Regions from separate parts of the Gossypium hirsutum genome. Here region 2 is linked to region 1. Evidence: chromatin contacts called from public Hi-C data. All regions are on one chromosome and are shown on one strand. The core of a region is the stretch at or near the end of the contact, and the rest is flanking DNA. Distances in the headings are between cores, read along the strand shown. Region 1 holds the start of LOC107947333 (peptide methionine sulfoxide reductase A1). Region 2 holds the start of LOC107886252 (glutamate dehydrogenase 2).

What was found. A called contact is a pair of places that touch in the nucleus more often than the background predicts.
Region 2: a contact with region 1 is called in a Hi-C map of leaf, with 2.3 times the contacts expected there. The contact joins the promoter of LOC107886252 here to the promoter of LOC107947333 in region 1. A contact is called at or near these places in 2 of 34 Hi-C or Micro-C datasets (hypocotyl and leaf).

Annotation. Positions count from the first base shown.
Region 1 is chrA03:15,115,812-15,119,457 of Gossypium_hirsutum_v2.1, reverse strand. LOC107947333 (peptide methionine sulfoxide reductase A1) reads left to right here and starts at 1,282. Exons shown (of 2, transcript XM_016881972.2): 1 at 1,282-2,001; 2 at 2,082-2,521. The coding sequence starts at 1,486. The coding sequence ends at 2,333.
Region 2 is chrA03:15,583,532-15,587,108 of Gossypium_hirsutum_v2.1, reverse strand. LOC107886252 (glutamate dehydrogenase 2) reads left to right here and starts at 2,005. Exons shown (of 9, transcript XM_016810135.2): 1 at 2,005-2,424; 2 at 2,501-2,614; 3 at 3,183-3,404; 4 at 3,508-3,577. The coding sequence starts at 2,317.

The DNA of each region.
Region 1 (3,646 bases), core at 33-2,532:
TACTCTTCCCAACAAAGTTGACAACCAAGCATCCGTCTAAGCGACATTGATCCCGCACCGGAGCAATTTTGTTAGAACGCAGTTTAGTTTCACATAGAAAAATAACATCTAGATCATTAGCAACGAGAAGTTGCTTAAGGTCCCGAACTGTCGCAGGGTTTCCAAGCCCACGACAGTTCCAACATAAGAGTTCCATGGCTCTTGGCGGGGCTGGTCGCCAACCACCGCCTTACCAGGTGAGATAAAATCCATAAGTTTTCTTCGAACAACTTTAGCTGGACTTTCATCCACATTCTCCCCATTTCCTCCCCTTATTCTTTCTCTTTTACCCCTGTTTCTTCCTTCTCCATCACGCATGAGTCTTGTATGGCGTTTCTCTATGGTTGATCCCGATTCTGAGTCCTCCTCACCAACCTTAATTTTCTCTTTCTCTTTAAGGCCCATAAGTTCTGACTCATCCCCACTTCGTTTCTTTCCTTCATTTGTCTCAGTGTTAGCTTCCACCTTACTCTCAATTATTTCCACTCCATTCCTCCAGTTTCCTCGATTCTGTCCATTTCCATTCAGTTGCACCCTGAGCCAATTACCGTACTGGAGTCTATTCTCTCCCTGATCCATACCTTCGGCTTGTTTAACACATTTTTTTGTTGTGTGCCCAACAATCCCACAAATGTAACATAAAACCGGAAGCTGTTCATATTTAATATAAAACTGGAAGCTGTTCGTATTTAATAGCACAGACAATCTCTTTCTCTTCACTCCCTACCAAGCAAACCACCTTCCGAAGGGGTTTTGAGATATCTATCCATGTAAACTCATGGAAGATTTCATTAGAAATGCTAATACAATTTTAGCTTAATTTTCCATGTTACTATATTATTCTTTGTTTCTAACTTCTTCTCTTCTAATATGTTTAATTGTTTCAGATAATTATAAAACATCATAAAAAAAACATCAATATTATCACATTTGTTTAACAAAGAACCCTATTACTTTTATCTCTTATTTTTAATATTGTATAAAAAACTATTTTATATTATATATTATATTTTTTTTTAAATAAATAAATTCATCCGAATGCATCATAATTAATTAATTAGCCTTGTATGCAAACTAAGTATGATGGAAGTGGAAGAAGGTTGGCACAAGTTGTTTGGGCCCAAGACATTATGCGTGTAGTTATGAGATGAAAACCCAATGAAACGGGCCGTGTGAGTGTGGTGGCACTCGCGACACGTTGTTCTGGTTTATTACCAGACACCCAATCTCCTCTCTTGTTCCAGGCTCTTCCAAATTACACCTAATAATAATCTTGTCTTATACTTTAGTTGACTTGTTAATTTTCTTTTAAAAAACAACTCATTTTGGTTTGTGGCAGAAAATAATAATACCCTTTACAAAAAATGGGAAAATAAGGGAGAATCCCAAAATAAAATAGTGAAATAATAGCATCACCATTGTTGTTGTTCTCAAATACCCTTAAAAATGCTTCGAAGCCTTGCGGTTACTACTTCTTCCTCTTCTTCTCTGGTCGCTAAACCTTTTTTTTCTCATTCTCCCAAGCTTCCCCACTCTTTCTCTCCTATCTCTCTCCCTTTCCCTCAAACCAGACGATCCATTTCCCTTCACACACGCCCCATGAACATCCTTAAAAATCTAGGCTTCGGAGCCAACAACAAGCCAGCCCCGTCCATGGAGGGTTCCTCCATCGCTCAGGGTCCAGACGACGACGTCCCTGCTCCTGGTCAACAGTTTGCTCAGTTCGGTGCGGGTTGCTTTTGGGGTGTTGAATTGGCCTTCCAGAGAGTTCCAGGGGTGACCAAAACGGAGGTGGGGTATAGCCAAGGGTTTATGCATAATCCTAGCTATGAAGACGTGTGTACGGGGTCCACCAACCATAATGAAGTTGTGAGGGTTCAGTATGACCCTAAAGAGTGTAGCTTTGACACTTTGCTTGATGTATTCTGGGCTCGCCATGATCCTACTACCCTCAACCGCCAGGTGGATTCTTAGTTCTTATGATAGCAAAAAATAATTGGGGTTTTTTAATGGTTAATTATTAATGGTTAATCATTTGGCAGGGGAATGATGTGGGAACACAGTATAGATCTGGTATATACTTCTACACACCGGAGCAGGAGATGGTAGCGCGGGAGTCCATGGAAAAACAACAGAAACTCTTGAACCGAAAGATTGTTTCCGAGATTCTGCCTGCCAAGAAGTTCTATCGAGCAGAGGAATATCACCAGCAGTACCTTGCCAAAGGAGGTCGATTCGGTTTTAAACAATCTGCTGAGAAAGGGTGCAATGATCCTATCCGATGCTACGGCTAAGTTCCCATTACTCTATATGTAGTTTTTAGCTTATGATTGTTTACAGTTTTCTGCTTTTGCCTGTCACTAGCATATTACATCCTATTTTTCTTATTGAAATTGGAATGAGTGCCTGCTTATTTATGTATGTAGTGAACATGGATTTGTAATTATTTACAGTCCCCAATCCAGTATCTATATTTTGTTAATTGATGTTATAGGATTTCATGTTTAACTTCAATTTGCGATTATGTATTAGTACTGAAATGAGCTCCATTGAGAATACTTGGTGGTCAAACCCAACCAATGTTTATTGTCGAAGCAACACCAATCTTAGGTAATCCACCTTCAATATGCTAGAGTTGTTGTTCTCAAAGGCAGAAATATGAGCCAACTTGGAATGGACTTTTGGATGGGATTCTTTTTCTGTTGAATTGTTTTCTTCTGACTCAAAGAGCTGCTTTTTAGCTTTCTAGTGCATGAGTAAACAGGATTGTCTGTGCGAGTTAATTCGAAAATTACAAAGTTTTGAAGTTTTGGAATTTATGATATTTTATAAACTCAATTATGATGAGTTCTTTTGGTATAATAAAATTTTATTGAAATCCATAAGGGTGAAATTAACCAAAAAGGTAACACTGTAACGAGCACATTTAATAAGTCACTTTAAAAGGCAACTCCTAAAAACGGAAAGAAAATTACACTTAATTACTTAGGGTTCTATATAAGCATTAGCAAGAACGGAATCAAGATCAAACATTAGAGGTTAAATATAAAGTGAAATTTTTTAGTGTTAGAAAAAGAATGGTGGAAGTAAAAAATTAAGAAGATTGGAATTAAGACATGAGGTATGAAATGCGTTTTTTAAGGCTTTTAGTTTCCCCTTTTAGATACAAAAAGTCGTAAGAACAAATTAAGTAGTAAATGGATAAACAAATGAGTTCTTTTATATAGGCAACAAAAAAAAAGTTAAATAACTTGTCTCTTGACATTATTTCGAGACCAATGTTGTGACATTGCACCTTGGTTGCTAATGAATCAATGAAATAGTGCCCAACATCGTGACATCATTTACACAACATTGTGAGATCACTTTGGTCGTTAATAAATCATAGAAATAGTGGCTAACATCATGACATCCTAACGTAGTGTTACAATGTCACACATTGACTTTTGCGAACAACCATTACCCATTTAGCAAAAGTGATCATCCTTGTCTTGGGCATCAATAGAACTCTATTGATCACATGAGCTATGTGTTTACAACCTCTAGCCACATTTTTACGGAACTTTTTTGGAATTTGACGTTATTCTGACTAGATCTTAAATGGTTC
Region 2 (3,577 bases), core at 756-3,255, 470 kb before region 1:
ACAACTAATAGAGATAATAACTTGTGCATATTAAAATAAAAATGATAAAATATGTCAAAAATAAAAATTTGGTTTAGTGATAAATTTAATATTTTACTAATCTAATTTGCGCGGATTCAAATCCCACCATATTCATATTTTAATTAGTTTTTGTTAAAATGAAAAGACTAAAATACCTTCGAATAGTATAGCTTTTTTAATGAGGGAAGGATATTTCCATAATTTCCTAACCGAGTTGGTCACTCGATTGAGGATGACACCAACTCAATAAAACACTTAATAAATAGTAAGTATTGATATACAATTGATGAAGATATTAACTTGCGCATATTAAAATAAAAATGTCTAAAATATATTAAAATGAAGCTTTGGTTGAATGGTAAATTTAAGGATTTTTTTCTAATTGGCGCGGATTTAAATCCTACCATCTGCATATTTTAATTGTTTTTTCTTAAAATGAAAAGATTAAACTACCCTCAAATAATATAACTTATTTTAATTATGGAATGACATTTTCGTAATTTCCTAGCCGAGTTGGTGACTTGGTTGAGGGAGCCACCAACTCAATAAAACACTTAATAAATAGTAAGTATTGATATACAATTGATGTAAGTAATAAAATGTGAATAATAAAATTAAAATATATTAAAATATTAAAATAAAGTTTTAGTTAAGTCATAAATTAAACATTTTGTTAATGTAATTGGTTTAGGTTCAAATCCCATTGTATACGAATGTTTATTTGTCTTTTTTAAATAAAAGGATTAAAGTACCATTGAATAATATAACTTATTTTAATTATGAAAATTTCCCTAACCATAACTTTATTGAGGGTGACATCAACTCAGTTAAGAGCTTAAATAATAATATAGATATACATTTAATAGAAGTAATAAAATGTGCATAATTAAAATTAAAATATATAAAAAAATATTAAAATAAACTTTTAGTTGAGTGGTAAATTAAAAACTTTATTAATGTAAGTGATTTCGGGTTTAAATCCCATCATATGCATATTTTTATTCTTTTTTTAAATAAAAAAACTAAAATACCCTTGAATAATAAACTTATTTAAAATGAAAAAGACTAAAGTATCCTCAAATAATATAATTTATTTTAATTATAAAAAAAATTATAATTTAATATCTGAGTTGGTGATGCAATTACAGGTGAAAATTAATTCAGTAAAACATTTAAATACAACCGAATATAAAAAATGACGGGTAAGATTGGCCTTTTCTTCTCTATTAGAAAAAAAAATATCAATTATCAAGTTATTTGCTATGACTAGAATTTGTCGGTAGTAATAAAAATATTATTTCACATATGGGTGAAGTCACAAAATTTTTTATGGGCATCGAAATTAAATAGTATATTTTTATGATAGTAAAAATATAGTTTTATTATTTTAATATATAATTTTTAAAAGATTAACTCAAATTTTTATTATTTTTGGAAGATAAAAATATAATATTATTATTATTTAAAATTTTATAAAATTGTAAAGAGCTTAAATGAAATTTTTTTTATTAATATTGTAATATATATTTTATATTTTCAAAAACAAAAATGAAAAATTTTAAAATGTTTTTAAATAATGATAATTTAATTAGGATTTGTAAGTGGATAATTCGTTTGGATAATTTTAATAAAATATTATATAAAAAGTTGCAACTTGACTGACGTGGAACTAAGTCGGAAGATATATTACATTTTGCTATATTCTTTTTTATATTCCTTGTGCTAAAATTTTGTTTGATATATTTAAAAATGAAAATTCCTACTCCAACCTTTTAAAGTTTTTAGATAAAATTAATATAGTATTTAATATTTAAATTTAACTTTAATATTTAATTTAATACTTAAACCAAATAACACAATAAATATTTAATACATATATTCTAATAAAAAATTACGATATTAAACATTAAAAATAAAAATTCATATATTAAATTTATAAAGCTTAAATACTAAAATAAAGCTTAAAGCAAAATTGACATAAAAAAAAAAAACCTTTTATAAATTTTGGAACTGCCCCTTCATATAGTAACTGTTCGATTATCCTCCGCCCAAATAACGCCTCATTACAGCTGTCTTTTCCCTATATATATATACCCACCCCTTGTGTGTCTCTTGGGAAAGGCAGTCTTTTATTTTTCCTTCTCTTTCTCATTCTTTCTTCAATTAATAACCAATCAAAGTGCTCTCTTTGCTTTTCCCTGTTTTATAAGTCATCGAACTGTTGTTTTTCTTGATCTCTCCTTCATTCCCGTTTCTGGTTTTTTTTTCTTTTTTTTGAGTTTTTAGTAGGTAGCCATGAATGCTCTTGCTGCAACCAACCGCAATTTCCGACTAGCGTCTCGTTTACTTGGGTTAGACTCTAAGCTTGAAAAGAGTCTTCTGATCCCTTTTAGAGAAATCAAGGTATTTGCTAGAAAATTTTCTCTATTTTGGTCATGAGTTGTTATGTTCTGATTGGTGTTTTCATTTTTGTGATCAGGTGGAGTGCACGATTCCCAAGGACGATGGAACCTTGGCGACTTACGTTGGATTTAGGATCCAACATGATAATGCTCGTGGCCCAATGAAAGGTGGAATCAGATATCATCCTGAGGTGATCACTTTCTTCTGTCGGTTTTTTTTTTGTCTTTTATGTTTTTTGTTTTATGATCTTGTTTGTTTCTTTATCCTTGGCGACGGCCATTCGCTCTACTTTAGTTTGTTTGTAGGCTGTAGCCATACTTATTATAGAAACAAAAGACAATCCTTTGTTTAATGATTTTTTCAATTTTGTTGATTGACATTTCATTGTTTGTTAAATCAACTTTACACCTTTTTTTAAAAATAATTTAATGTCGGTGGAGTTACAGTGCTGTGATATTTAATTTCCTGTTAGAGCTTTTTCTGATAAGATTCTTCTGCGCCCTTTAAAAGGTAATCTTTTAAGGCCAGTAATGATAATAATGGAAAATCTAAACCTTGGCATCTTAGGAATTAGAGGAGAATATCATCTTAGGCCCTGATGCTGTTAATGAAATTTAGTCATTGAGTGATACATAATTAAACATTCGATTTGTTTCCTCTGTTTTAAATTTCAACATGGAGTTTCAGTTGTGTGTATCTGTGATTGATCTTACATCATACGTGGGATTCACAATCTATGTGTGTTGATTTTGCTTAAGGTCGAGCCCGATGAAGTAAATGCTCTGGCTCAACTAATGACATGGAAGACGGCTGTAGCAGCCATTCCTTACGGCGGTGCAAAAGGTGGCATTGGATGCAATCCTAGGGATTTAAGTAAGAGTGAATTGGAACGTCTAACTCGCGTCTTCACTCAGAAGATCCATGATCTTATCGGTATACATACAGATGTTCCTGCACCAGATATGGGGACTAATGCACAGGTTATACAGTCCTCCCTTTTATGTTTCGTTTTTTCGTGTACTTCCTTTTTGTTTCTAAATCACAAATTTATTAAATAAGCATACTAAGAATAAATATGTACAGACCATGGCATGGATTCTGGATGAATACTCTAAGTTCCATGGACACTCACCAGCTGTTGTCACAGGAAAGC